2 separate regions of the Mus musculus genome follow, and region 1 is linked to region 2. Evidence: chromatin contacts called from public Hi-C data. All regions are on one chromosome and are shown on one strand. The core of a region is the stretch at or near the end of the contact, and the rest is flanking DNA. Distances in the headings are between cores, read along the strand shown.

Region 1 (2,700 bases), core at 60-2,559, 250 kb after region 2:
CCCTGGGAGCTGTGCGGGAACTGGCTAATTCATATTGTTGTTCCTTCTATGGGGCTGCAAACCCCTTCAGCTCCTTGGGTCCTTTCTCTAGCTCCTTCACTGGGGATCCTGTGCTCAGTCCAATGGATGGCTGTGAGCATCCACCTCTGTATGTGTGAGGCACTAGCAGAGCCTCTCAGGAGACACCTATATCAGGCTTCTGTCAGCAAGCACTTGTTGGCATCCACAACAGTGTCTGGGTTTGGTGACTGTAAATGGGATGGATCCCCAGGTAAGTCAGTCTTTAGATGGTCATTTCTTCAGTCTCCACTCAATACTTTGTCTCTGTAACTTCTTTCATGGGTGTTTTGTTCCCTGCTTCTAAGATGAATAGAAGTATCCACACTATGTTCTTCCTTCTTCTTGAGTTTCATGTGGTTTGTGAATTGTATCTTGGGTATTCTGAGCTTCTGGGCTTCTGGGCTTCTGGGCTAATATATCCACTTATCAGAGCTGTCTCTGACTCTTTTGCATGCTTTGGGCCCTTTTTGTCCTACTGGGTTGCCTTGTCCAGCCTTAATACATGGGGAGAGTCTAGTCTTACCGAAACTTAACATGACATATTTAGTTGCAATCCATAAGAGGCTTGCCCTTTTCTGAAGAGAAATGGAAAAGGAGTGGATGAAGGTAGGCAGAAGGGAGGTGACATGGATGAACTAAGAGAAGAGGGGGGAACTGTGGTGTGTGTGTGTGTGTGTGTGAACAACAATGACAAATGAAAAACCCTTGGAACAGTCCATACAAAACAAGGCACCCTGGGAGTTAGGGGGTGGATAACTCAACTAGTGGCAGAGAACAGGAAAGGGGAGAAGGTTAGAAGAGCATGTAGGAGAGAAAAAACAGCAAGTAAGAAGCAGGCTGAATCAGTAAACCACGGTCAGTTCCGTGAACAGCTGTGGGTGTGGTATGGGTTTTACATTTTTCTTTAATGATTTTTCCTTGCATTCAGCTTTCAGTATTATGTTTTCTTCCTCTACTGAGCTCAGACTTTCCATAACACACTAGTCAGTTGCATAACGTTCTTTAAAAGATTAATAATATAAATGTCCATTCTCCTTTTCAGTATTTTTGATCCCCCTGAAAGAGGGTGTCCAGCTGCAGGGAGTCCTTCATCTTTGATGCTCAGCTCTGACTCACTCCTGAGTCAGGCTCAGGCCCCACAACCTTTCCCTTGGGATTCAGAAACCAAGAAATAATCAGCTGGTAACCCAGGAGCCAACAGCAGCTGTGAGGTGGAGAGCCACATCTCCCACTCCGTGGGCTGCTTTTAGGTTAGTCATCCAGCTCAGATGCTTTGAAGGAGACATGAGAAGAATGCTGCTAATAAGAGAGGCAGGAAGTGAGGCACGGTGAGAATCCCACAGGCTTAGTTTGTTATCCTGGGAAGAGCTCACATGCCTGGAGATGGTGACTGTGCAAGCCACAGGGACAACTTAACATTCTTTAGTCTTTGGGTCAAACTGATTGCCATTTAACAGATATTTACAAAATTAGGATTAAATTCTCTACCTCATCTTCTGCTAAAAGTCAACCAGAATGCTCTAATATCAGTAACAAGAACCTAAACTCTCTCCACACATCCTATTTTCATTTACAGCCTTATGGACATCTATATTTTATTAAATGCCTCACATTCATCTTTGCATTGTGCCTTTGGTGAGTTTGTACTAGAGATATCTTCCTGTTCACCTCATCTATTCTTTTATCTAAGTTTACTCATCCATCAATATCCAATTCACACTTACCTTATTTTGTTCATCTAGTAGATGCTGATTAAGTACCAATTATAAAGAACACTGTCTAACTTTCAACCATGTCCTTAGGGCAAAGAAATGTCAGTTGTTAAATACAACCCTCAACTTTCTTTCACAAAAAAATCTCTTTGTTCTCCCAACTATAGTCTATTCCTGGGTACCAATATGTTCTAATTAAAGCCAAAATGATTTCCAGTATAATAAAGAATTTGGATGAAGCTCATCCCAATCCTAGAAGCAACCTATAGACTCTAAATTTCACAAGCAACAGTAGTGACTTTGTTACTTGGGATAGGCTCCAGGATTGTAGTTTGTAGCAGTAAAGAAACCCATGTGAGTGCTTCTATACCTTTGATGACAAGGTATTTTGGAACTGGGAATAGCCAGATGAAAGGTCATCACCTCAGTAGGGATTCGGTGTCCAGGTCTGAAGAGAGGAATGGTTAAATATTCAGTTCAGTCAGGAGTTGATCCTGTGCAACAGCATCCAGATCTGATCCTGTGCCACAGTACTACATACCCAAATACCACTGGAAAAGAGCTGGCCTCCCAAGAGTGTGGACATGCCTATGAACACAGGTAAGACCATCACTTCTGCTCTGACAGACCCGTCGGGTAGCCTTCAGGACATAGGAACCAAGGAGCAGCCTGGGACAGGATAGTTCCAGTTCCTGTCTATGGCCAGAACTGACCCTGTGCCACAGCTCTTCATATACAAATTCTTCCCAGAGAGAACTGGTCTCCTAAAAGTACAGATACAACATACAGGCTTGCAGGAGAAACAAGTCACAGTCAGAGACAGCAAGACCAGCTAGCACCAGAGATAACCAGATGGTGACAGGCAAGGACAAGAACATAAGCAACAGAAACCAAGGCTAATTGTCATCATCAGAACCCAGTTCTCCAC
Region 2 (2,700 bases), core at 85-2,584:
TTCACCCTACCAGCTATTCCTCTAACCACAGCTGTTGCTCATGAGAATCTCAAGTGTGTGCGAAGGGCATACAATAGAAAGATGGATGCAAAACTTCTCCAGGAATGTATGAAAATCACTTGTCAGCCAAGCCCACATTGGAAGTGAGGGAAATTGGCTCTAGTCACTGTCTGCCATCTTGAACTCTGTGGTAATTTATTTAAAATTTTCTCCTTTTAAAAATATTTTAGAGTAGGGATAAGAAAAAGTAATAGGACACAGAGTGAAAAGGATTCACGCACATAGAAGTCATTTTTGGAGCCAAAATCAAGACATAAATGAGATGCTTTATCTTATATTCAGGGCAGGAGAGGGTACTGTGTGCATCAGCAGGCCTTAGCAGGAGACATGGAAAAGACCTGGCAGATTACAGGACCTGTGCCTCAGTGTGGGGCAGCTGATAACCCAGAGGAGTCCTTATCAACTCCTCCTCTGGTGCCCCTTGTCAGTGGCTTCCACCTCAACTCACTTGCCAATCCCATTTACCAGCTGTCTTCCCTACTAGATCATGAAGCATCTATGAAGCTATATCCAGATACATTGTGGTCCCAAAACATAGCAAAATATATCCACAATAAGTTACTATTGAATGGGTGAATATCTAAGATCTTAATGTCATTGAAATATTCCCTAAATCCTCAACTAGGGTTCAACCTCATCATGTTTTATGTCATTTGCCTTAAATTCCAACACTCCCTTCCTCTCATACACCTATACATGAAAGTGGATCACCATCTGGGGTTGTTGCATCTCTTATGACAAAAAAGGTCCTTGTGCCTTTAGTAAACTTAGAACCACTGCTTTCTTCTCTGGGCAAGGAAGAAGACAGGTTTCTCTAAGAAATGGACAAGTCACTTTACTCCTCCATAAACTAGACACACTCTGCTTATGTGGTGATGACAAATGCTACCCATGAAATCAGAGCAACCCCAATTTCAAGCTCAAGTGGTTGTATTTCTCATGATGCCAGATTTTTCTGGAACACTTCTCTAGTGACTTGGAAAATCCCCTCCTTGTTATATAACAAGCCATTTATGCAATGTATGACTTCTGATTTTCTAGGCTAACTGAATTCAGATGGGTGTTTCCTCCTTGGAGTTTCCATAGACCTCCTATGTCACCTGGGATAGCACAAATTCAAACTTTACTGACTGGGTCAAAACAGCTCATCAAATAGCTGGCAACTGGTCCTGGCTGTGGGCTGTAAATTCAGGTGAACCGTCTGAATATGTCTTCTCTATGTGACTTAGACTTCTTAGAACATGGTACCAGTCCCAAGAGGGAACACTCTGAAGTGAGCATTCCAGAAGATCTAGGCACAATATGCAACATTCTTTATGATATAACCTCAGTGGAACATTATTCCACCAAAATTCTTAGAAGAGTGATTCACTATGGCCAGCTTAGAGTCTGAGGGAAGAATTAGATCCTATCTTCAATAGTAGGAGAGTCTCTATGGGCTTTTATTAAAAATTATAAGTCTTGCTGAGGCAATAGCATCATAATATAGAATTTGCCTAGCATATGTCAAGTTTCATATCTGTAGCTCAACTCATAATAACACAGAAACACATATAGACACACGCACACACACACTTAGCTTTATATGCCTGGTGACTCATTAATGTGATCCTTCTTTCAAGGTCATCTTGCTGTCTCTTATAAAAATATGAGTATATAAAAGTCCAAATCTACCATTCACCTCAGGTTTATATCCATAACCTATCTGTTAACTATGTAGTAGTGTTAGGACATGCAAATGCCAACATCAACTGGGCTCTATAAAGTAGCCATCCATAGGGTATGCAGATAGAGAATACTGTGTCTCTCTAGACTTCTCTAAGAATAATGAGTCACCAGAAGCAAAGAGGACCACAGTGAACAACTGCTTTCTCCCAATCTGAAAATGTAGCTCTAGGAAAAGTTTATCATTCTCACAAGAAAATATTCCTTCATCAAAGCCTATACCATAATACTTCTGGTAAGATAAAGCAATTTCTACTTCTCCATCCTGTAAAAGGCTCCTCCGTTCTGGTCCCACCTTATTTTACCTCTAACTCAAGAGACTGAGTTCTGTGATTAACTTCATGCTTTCTCTGCCACAGTATTTGGAACTTTTTTTTTTAACTGCTGGAAAGACTTGATGGCCAGGAATTCAGAATAACCTTGAGAAGCTGAAACTCTGGGCTAATCACAGTCAGAAAAACAATCCCAGCTCAGCTTTATGAGTGTGAAAGTGTTTGCAATGAGGAACAAGTGGTAGATAACAGACTGAATACTTTCTGGCTTAGCTCCAGTTGTTACAACAAAGAGTCATTGACAAAGTTGACTTATCAACAATGGAAACTTATCTTTCATGGTTTTGAAGGCTGTGGGTCTAAGCTCAGAAGTGGTTTTCTGCAGCCCTGAGACAGGACTGCATGAGTAAAAAGAACAGAATTCTCATTAAATTGTAGGCCAATTCTTTCTTTTTTATACATTAGGCATCCTCTAATCTCTGTCTTAATCAAGTACAAGTTTAAATTAGCTGGTGAAATTTTACTTCTAAAGCAAATACGGGCTCTACCAGCAATTACCCTGTAACCACCTCTGGTTTTGCTTCACCATATGGGGAGAGGGGAAAGAAGTCCCACATTTCTGAACACCCACTTTACATCAGAT

Evidence for each region. A called contact is a pair of places that touch in the nucleus more often than the background predicts.
Region 1: a Hi-C map of embryonic fibroblasts shows a contact between it and region 2, with 2.1 times the contacts expected there. The contact joins the enhancer-like site here to the promoter of 4930592A05Rik in region 2. A contact is called at or near these places in 2 of 484 Hi-C or Micro-C datasets (the C2C12 cell line and embryonic fibroblasts) and 1 of 115 datasets of contacts at active chromatin or transcription factors (fibro-adipogenic progenitors).

The regions. Positions count from the first base shown.
Region 1 is chr15:33,906,017-33,908,716 of GRCm38.p6, forward strand. No RefSeq gene overlaps it. Among named protein-coding and RNA genes, the nearest start is that of Gm41290, 130 kb to the right of the region's middle. Within about 2 kb of position 1,310, at least 67 of the 459 cell types and tissues checked have an H3K27ac peak or open chromatin away from gene starts, as enhancers often do. A contact at or near this core is called in the C2C12 cell line, embryonic fibroblasts and fibro-adipogenic progenitors, where this site is marked.
Region 2 is chr15:33,652,102-33,654,801 of GRCm38.p6, forward strand. 4930592A05Rik (RIKEN cDNA 4930592A05 gene) reads right to left here and starts at 1,335. Exons shown (of 6, transcript NR_045070.1): 1 at 1,192-1,335.